Linked DNA regions of Mus musculus: region 1 is linked to region 2. Evidence: chromatin contacts called from public promoter capture Hi-C data. All regions are on one chromosome and are shown on one strand. Each heading gives the region's core, a stretch centred on a gene start, on an enhancer-like site or on the middle of the called end of the contact. The rest is flanking DNA. Distances are from core to core; before and after follow the strand shown.

Region 1 (4,380 bases), core at 746-3,245, 200 kb after region 2:
TCAATGGCTGGAGAGAAGAGAAATAGACCGGTTGAGTTTTGCTGGGCTTGGAGGAGGGAGCAGGGAGGAGGAGAGAGAAGAATCAAGCTGCCATGGAAGAAAGGCAGGAGGAATAAGGAGAAGCTGGGAGCTAAGAGCAGCCCAGATGGAACATAAAAGATAGTTAGTGATAACTTATTGGTAAGAAAATAGATTCTAACAGCGTGTGTGTGTGTGTGTGTGTGTGTGTGTGTGTGTGTAGAGGCAATTGACCAGCTATTGTGCTGCATAGTAAAAAATACAAGGCTATATATGCTAGCATTCTGTCTAAGCTCCCCCCACAGTTACCTGGCAACAGCCAGGTAGGCCTGACCCACTCACTATAAAAGGGGCTGCTTGCCCCCTCCTCACTCTCTTGCTCTCTCTTGCTTTCCTTCCCCCACCCCTGCCATTCCCTTCCCCCCTCTTTCTCCATGTGTTCATGACCAGCCTCTACTCATCTAGTTCTCTACTCTCTCTCTCTGCCTCTACTGCCCTCTTAACTCTCCTCCCCATGCCCTGAATAAACTCTATTCTATACTATACTATGTGTGGCTGGTCCCTCATGGGGAAGGGATGCCTCAGCATGGGCCTGCCGAGGCACGCCCTCCTCCAGTACCTCACCACACCTCCATAAAACATACCCCCCCCTCTTTATCATTTTATAAATACATCAATGTATGTCTTTCATCTGGGAGCAAATATGGTCTAAGGTAGGAAGAAACCCTGTGCCAGGATTTTTTAAATACTTTTTTTTTTTTTACTACAGAGAAGGCCTTACCTGCTAGGTGTTTTATTTCTAGTATGAACGGAACTGAAATGAACAGGGCTTATCCTCTGCTCTCTTTCCCAAATCACCCAGCTTCCTTCAGCTCTGCCACGTTTGAAGATGATCTAGTCTAATTTTTAAAATGTTCAAAACTCAACAGAGCAGTGGTAGCACACGCCTTTAGTCCCAGCACTCTGGAGGCACAGGCAGGTGGATCTTTATGAGGTCTTGGCCAAGCTTGTCTACATAGTGAATTCTGGAATAGCCGGGGCTACATGGTTTTTCTCAAAAACAAAACAAAACAAACAAAAAACAAACAAACAAAAAAAACCCGATTAAAGTAAATAAATAAATACATTGAGAACTCCAGTTTTTGTTCCATACTTGAAGTTGGCTCTCTTTCCTAGTCACTTGTACACATTTCATTTCTTCTCGTTTCTGCTTTATAGAATATTTTTCTCTAGTAAGAAGTTATGATTCATTTTTTTTCTAGTACTTTTCTCCCACTTTAAGCTTTTGGCAAAATATAATCTACAAAATTCACTCTTCAGTGACTTCCTGTTTTAATAGGCTGTTTTGTCAGCTGTCTCTTGGAATCTGATTTGGGGAGGTTGATGTGTTTATAAAAAGATAGAGAGAGAAGGAATATGTTCTATGGAGGGGTGTGGTGAGGTATAGGGGAAGGGGGTGCCTCCGCAGGCCCATGCCAAGGCATCCCTTCCCCCTGAGGGACCAGCCACACAACGGTATAGTATAGTATAGTATAGTATAGTATAGTATAGTATAGTATAGAATAGAGTTTATTCAGGGCATTGGGAGGGGAGTTGAGAAGGTTGTAGAGGCAGCGAAAGGCAGAGAGGGAGAGTAGGTAAGTGGAGGCCGTCCAGGAACACATGGAGAGAGGGAGAAGGAAATGAGGAAGGGAGAGGGAAGGGAAGAGCCCAAGAGGGCAAGAAAGAAACAAGAGAGCAAGAGAGACAAAAGAGGGAGGAGGGGGCAAGCAGCCCCTTTTATAGTGGGTCAGGCCTACCTGGCTGTTGCCAGGTAACTGGGGGGCGGAGCATACCTGGCTATTGCCAGGTAACTGTGGGGCGGAGCATACCTGGCTGTTGCCAGGTAACTGGGGGGCGGAGTTTAGACAGAACGCTAACAGAGGTGACTGGTACGCCATCTAGAACCGCAGATCTGCTTCTCCTGGTGCTTCTCACTTCTATGAGTGAGAGAGATTCTGGGAACCCTGTCAGCTGCCTGCTTCACTGTGAGAGGGAGACAGCTCCCGCTGAGACGACTCTGGGCAGTTTCATTCTGTACTCAGCACGAGGAAGACACCTGTTGTGTTGCTTTGTTTTCTTTTCTGGACTCAAAGGAGCCCCTCCTCACCTCTGCCTTCAACTCAGGATCCTGCAGCCTGCCCTGTAAGGAGAGTTCTAAGTCACAGCCTCTCCCAGATTTTTATCTTCAGATCCCTGCCTGCTTTCAGGCCTCCTGTGACTTTGCCACAGCTGGCTCACTGTTTAGCACGTCCATCCCACTTCTGGTCCATGGAATCTTACTCTTGCTTTGGATCATTTATCTGACCCCAGAGTCCAACAGGAGAGCCAAGAGATGGTCAGAGTTCTGTGCTAACCTATGACAACTACTGTTCCATCCTGGCACAGTTTCACAGACTTCATGATACAGACAGGTCATCTCTGAGTTCTGTGTGACTGTCCCTGCGAGATAGATAGAAGGAAGGGATAACATTGCCACCTACTGCTCTTTGCCATCAGGGAGTAACTCTTCAAATAGCTATAATGCAGACACCAGTGCTGCATAAAAGCAGGAAGTGTGGCTGATCCTAGTAGAGCAAAGCAAAATTTCCAGTCTGTTTTCCCATTTGAAAAATTGTACCAGAGCTGGAGAGATGGCTCAGTGGTTAAGAGCACTGATTGCTCTTCTAGAGGTCCTGAGTTCAAATTCCTCCAACAACCACATGGTGGCTCACAACCATCTGTAATGGGATTCGGTGCCCTCTTCTGGTGTATCTGAAGACAGCAACAGTGTGCTCATCATTATATTTATATATATGACAAATAAATAAAATCTTTAAGAAAAAGAAAAAGAAAAGGTCATACCAACGTACCACCTACTGTGGGCTTGTTGTTTGAGGCAAAATTGTAGTTCATTAAGAGAAGGTATTTGAAATTTAGTTTCATTATTTTTAATTCCATATGTTTGTGTGTCTGTATGTGAGTCACTCCAACACCACGCCTGACTGTATGCATCGCACCTCCCACAGTGATGGTCATAAACTCACCCTCTGAAATGGAAGCAATCCCCCAATTAAATCATTTATAAAGCTTTCCTTGCTCATGATGTTTCTTCATAGCAATAGAATAGTAGCTAAGACATAACTAAGAGACTCAGCTCAGTATGTGGCACAAACTATTAAGAAAAACGATTAGTTTCAGTACTGGCTGGTTTAATGTATCAACTTGACACAGGCTGGAGTTATCACAGAGAAAAGAACCCCCCTTGAGGAAATGCCTCCATGAGATCCAGCTGTAAGGCATTTTTCTAAATTAGTGATCAAGGGGGGAGGGCCCCTTGTGGGTGGTACCATCCCTGGGCTGGTAGTCTTAGGTTCTATAAAAAAGCAAGCTGAGTACGCCAGGGGAAGCAAGCCAGGAAAGAGCATCCCTCCATGTCCTCTGCATCAGCTCCTGCTTCCTGACCTGCCTGAGTTCCAGTCCTGACTTCCTTTGGTGATGAACAGCAATGTGGAAGTGTAAGCTGAATAAACCCTTTCTTCCCCAACTTGCTTTTTGGTCATGATGTTTTCGGCAGGAAGAGAAACCCTGACTAAGACAGTTATCACTGTGTCAAAGTCCCCATGCCTTTGGAACCCATGAAAACCCATCTGAGAGTATGTGAATGTCTGAGAAGACAGCCAGTGAGCAAGATGAAGACAGATTGTTCTGCCCTACCATTGATGCAGACATATAGTTGGCTGCACACATGGTGGCATTGTTTCTGGTAAGAGATTATCCTCTCATTCACTGCAGAAATGGTAGACTCTAGAGAGAATCTCATTGCTGTATTGGAACCATCACTTGTCAATAAAAAGCCTATGACCAATGAGCTGAGGCAGGAAATAGGAGGTGGGACATCCAGCAGAGAGAGAGGGAGAAAGAGAGGATTCTGGGAAAGAGTCAGGTGCAGGAGATTCACCCTGGAACTCTGAGGAGATACATAAGCCTGAGGAGAGGTAACTAACCACGTGGAAGACATTGAATAGTGTAAGTAGGTTACATGGTAATGAGCTAGTTGGGGAACAAGCCAAAGCTTATGGCCTAAATACTTATTAATATATAATTAAGTCTCAGAGTCGTGATATCTGGTAACAAGGAGGCCAAGTGGAAAAGCCTGAGGTTGTGGTAGATTTAGTGTTGGATTTCACTGGGATAAAAGCTTCACCTGAAGCTCAGTGCCCTGGAGCATCAGGTGCCATGGGAAGCTTAGGTCACCACAGGAAAATGAAAAGTACAAAGGCTGATGAGAAAGAAGTGACCAAACCAAATGTTTCTGTAAGCCATGAGTGTTGGCTTACAGGC
Region 2 (3,796 bases), core at 7-2,506:
ATCCTTCCAGGATAATTTCAATGAAAAGTCTGATCCACTAAGCCCTCAAAGTTGTTTGCTACCAAAGTAGGGTCCTCAGTTGTGTTACTTGGCTACTAGATTTTTCTCTCTATTTACATCTTGTTTATAGGTACGGTGTCTAACAAAGGGAAGGAATATTTCCTAGGAGAATGCTAGAAAACTTTAGCAATGGGAAACTGTCTATCAGCTTTAGAACTTCCCAAGAAAGCCCAAGGAGTTAAAGCAGCCAACCAAGAATTTGGAAAAACTGTAGCGCTGGTCTTCATCAGTCAAGAGACTGGCACCAGTCAACAAGAAACACACAGAAACTAAGAAATATGACTGCCAAAGTCTTTATGAGCAGGCTTGCCCTAGAGTTTTACTACCTGTGGTTGGGGGAGATGTTCGGTGAGTCATTTGTCCTGTGACCACAGTGGCTGAAAGGCAACTCTAGCTGCCCTCTAGCCTCGCATCATCTAAACACAAGCCAGGGTTGCTCAGTCAGTCTTTTTTACATCCTTGGAGATGCAGGAGAAACTGTGTTTCTGGGAAGGGTCCCTCTAATTCTTCCCTGTAATTGTTTCCCTCTTTGGTTCACTACAATGTAACTGTAAGGTCCTCAGGTGGAACTCTTCCAGGGTGGGAGGGAGACCCTTCAGGATTCTGTGCTGGAAGGAACTCTGCTTATGTGACTTTTCCACCTCACTCTTCTCTGTGTTCTTAATTGATTCATTTTCATCAAGTATCTTGAATACCCTCTCTCTTCCATCACAGTGAACACTCAAAATAACATTAATAAAAATTTAGCTTTACACCAACATCTATTAAGAGCAAAACTCCGGGCCAAAGCTATTAATCAAATTCCATTTAAGAAGAGGATATTAAGTAAATTAGTTGAGCTGATTAAAAACACCTTCATCAAAGTAGAACATCGGTGCCAACAATATTAAGAGTTGAATTATCGATTTTGCTTTTTATAAAAACTGAAGATAGTCCATTAGCAGGGAAGAAAAAAACGATCCTTCTTCCTTCACTTTGAGGACAGTAAGGGTGATCTACTGCTAGGGATGGGGAAAGAAGTTCTGGGAAGCGAAGGGCATGACGGCAGAGTTTGTCAGAGGGTCAGAAAAGAAGCTCTGAGGTCAGATGCCCAGAGGAGGGCGCGGTCCAGCTGGGCAGCAGGACCACCTACAACCGCGCCGGTTGCGAGCGTACACCGGGGCGCTCCCGATCCCGGCCGCCAGAGGGCGCAGCCCGAGCCGGCGCGGCGCCGGGAAGGAGGAGGGGAGCGCGAGAAGGGTCAGGCGCGCAGGGCGTCCGCGCAGCTCGGCTCCGGGAAGGGCGCGGAGCCTCTGCCTCCGGGATGCGGCCTCCCGCGCTGCTGGCGCTGTTCAGCTGCTCCGCGGGTAAGTAGCGAGCGGCCCGGGCGGGCGCGGGGAGGGAGTCCCGGGGCTGCTGGCCACCCCCGCGCGGTTCCGGCTGCCGCCCGCCCCGTCCCGCCCCGTCCCGGCCGCAGCGCCCTCTAGTGGCGCCACCCTCGGCCCGCGCCCTCTCCATCTCCGCCTCCTTCCGCCGGGGCACGCGGGCTGGTGGGGAGGGCGCGGCCGGGTCGGGAGCCAGAGCCGCGCAACTGCTAGAAACTTTACAAGAGGCCGCGCCTTTCCCGCCCCTGCGCGCCGCCCGTGCGCCCTGCGGTGCACACCTCGCGCCCCACTATGAGCACCCCGCCCTGTGCGCCCCCAGCGCCCCGCCGAATGCTTGCCGCGCTCCGCGGTGTGCACTCCGCACTCCACCGTAGCTATCCTACGCCCCACGGCATTCATGCCACGGCCCGCCGTGTGCACTCTGCGCCCCACTGTGTACACTCCGTGCGCCCCACCGTGTGCACCCTCTGCTTGTGCTTACTCCGTGCCCGGCCGTACACCCCCTGCTCTCTACCGTGTGCCCCTGTGTCCCACAGCTGTGCACTCATGGGTCCCATAGTTGTGCATCCCATACCCCTAGATGTGCATCCCCGCGCCCCACCTTGTGCACACCCCTCGATCCTCCATGTGCATTCCCAGTGCCTGGAGGTGCATATCCCAAGTTTCACCCCTCCCGACCTTGAATACCGTATCCCACCTCACCGTGCATACCCCGCATCCCACTGTGTGCACCCCGCTCTCTACCTTGTGCATCCCCCGTGTTCCGCCCTGTGCACCCTGTACCTCCTGTTGTGGACAACCTGCACTCGGCCATGGGCACCCCTTTTCCCACTCCTCCGTATGTACCCTGGATCTCCTGCTGTGCATGACCGGTGTCCCACTATCTACACCCCACCCCCACCCCCGCCCATCGCCCCAGTCAAGCACACACCGTTTTGCCTTAAATACTCCATGCATCCCATCGTGTGTTCCTTGAGACCCTACCCAGCTTTACAGAACCCTGATACAGCCATTAGCACGCCCCAAGGCGCGCCCCCCTCCCCGTATCCCTTGCGTCACCCCCACCCTGTACCCTCAGCTCCTGCAATTTCCCAGAGACCTCCTCTCTTTGTGTACCACTCCCTAGGAACCTACAAACTTGGCCTGCCTTCCTCCTAATGCAGTTGGGCAAGGAGGGGAGGGAGGACCGGGGTGCCCCGCGGAACCTTGAGGCCTCCGGGAAAATCAGAGAACTGGTCCCAGGCAGTCCAGTTGCCTGTTCCTTTCTTCCCGTTTTCTGGAGGCCGTTTCCTCCCCCTTTCAGCTAAGATGATGTGGAAAAAAAGTTATAAAGTCATTGCGAATGACTCTTTATGATATTTGTTCAAGTTTGAAAGCGTGGGTTAAAAAAAAAAAAAAAAAAGACTCTTTGCAGCTTGTCCTAATACTTTTCCCTAACCCTGACTTGTCTGTGAAAAGGCAGAATTTCAGTTTTAGAAATGGCAGAATGGCTCAGTTTAGGGAAAGATGTAGTCCACGAGAGCCTTGACAGCTCGTTTGGATTTGGATTTATGCTTTCCGAATAAGGACGTTTTTTGTTTTGCTTCTGTGTACCCCTGGCATTTCTTCTGGTGCTCACTAAGTGTGAGAAAATTGAGCAAGATTAGCTTGTAATTAATTGCTCACCCACATGATTAATTTGGCAACACTGTAATTTAAAATGTTAGGGCACCTTGGACCCAGAAGGTAGCAATTGATCATGAGGAATTTTGGCCAGAGATCATGGGTTGGAGAAAGCTTTGTTGAGTCCTGGAGAAAAGCAGGCAAGAGGGCTGGGAAACGCTGCTTCCAACGCCTGCTTTACTGCCCGTAGGCTTTGCAGCTAACCAGCTGGGTGGGTGATGGCTGAAATTGGCGTTCTGTTTATAGCATTGCATTTAATAATAATATTTGTATACTGCAGATGCAGCATATAGGCTGAAAGGCACATTAGTATTTTCATATCTTTTTAATACTCTTAAGGGGATATTTGATGTGATGATAACACAGGAAAGGACATTCAGAAAGAACTAAAATGTCAACATGTTTTTAGAGATATCTCCGAGCCTCACGACATCCATAGATAAGTATAGTAAATGAGGCATAAAACCCCTTAAAAGGTTTCCATGAGAGGCTGGGGAGATGGCTTAGCAGTTAAGAGCACTCACTAGCTGCTCCTGCAGAGGACCTGGGTTCAGTTCCCAGCACCCACATGGTGAATCATGACCATCTGTGACTCCAGTTCAGGGGGTTCTGATGCCCTCTTCTGACCTCTATAGGTGCCAGGCAAGATAAAATCAATCTTAAAAAAAAAATCCAAGCCCCTGTGAGACACAGTCTTGTGAACTGGCTTC

The links. Promoter capture Hi-C pulls out the DNA fragments that hold promoters and counts their contacts.
Region 1: a contact with region 2 is called in a promoter capture Hi-C map of epiblast stem cells, with 2.8 times the contacts expected there. The contact joins the enhancer-like site here to the promoter of B3glct in region 2. A contact is called at or near these places in 6 of 39 promoter capture datasets (the HPC-7 cell line, epiblast stem cells, frontonasal cranial neural crest and 3 more) and 1 of 115 datasets of contacts at active chromatin or transcription factors (forebrain).

Annotation. Positions count from the first base shown.
Region 1 is chr5:149,871,771-149,876,150 of GRCm38.p6, forward strand. No RefSeq gene overlaps it. Among named protein-coding and RNA genes, the nearest start is that of 4930500F04Rik, 26 kb to the left of the region's middle. Within about 2 kb of position 1,996, at least 12 of the 459 cell types and tissues checked have an H3K27ac peak or open chromatin away from gene starts, as enhancers often do. A contact at or near this core is called in epiblast stem cells and stem cell-derived epiblast-like cells, where this site is marked.
Region 2 is chr5:149,676,974-149,680,769 of GRCm38.p6, forward strand. B3glct (beta-3-glucosyltransferase) reads left to right here and starts at 1,257. Exons shown (of 15, transcript NM_001081204.2): 1 at 1,257-1,406. The coding sequence starts at 1,364.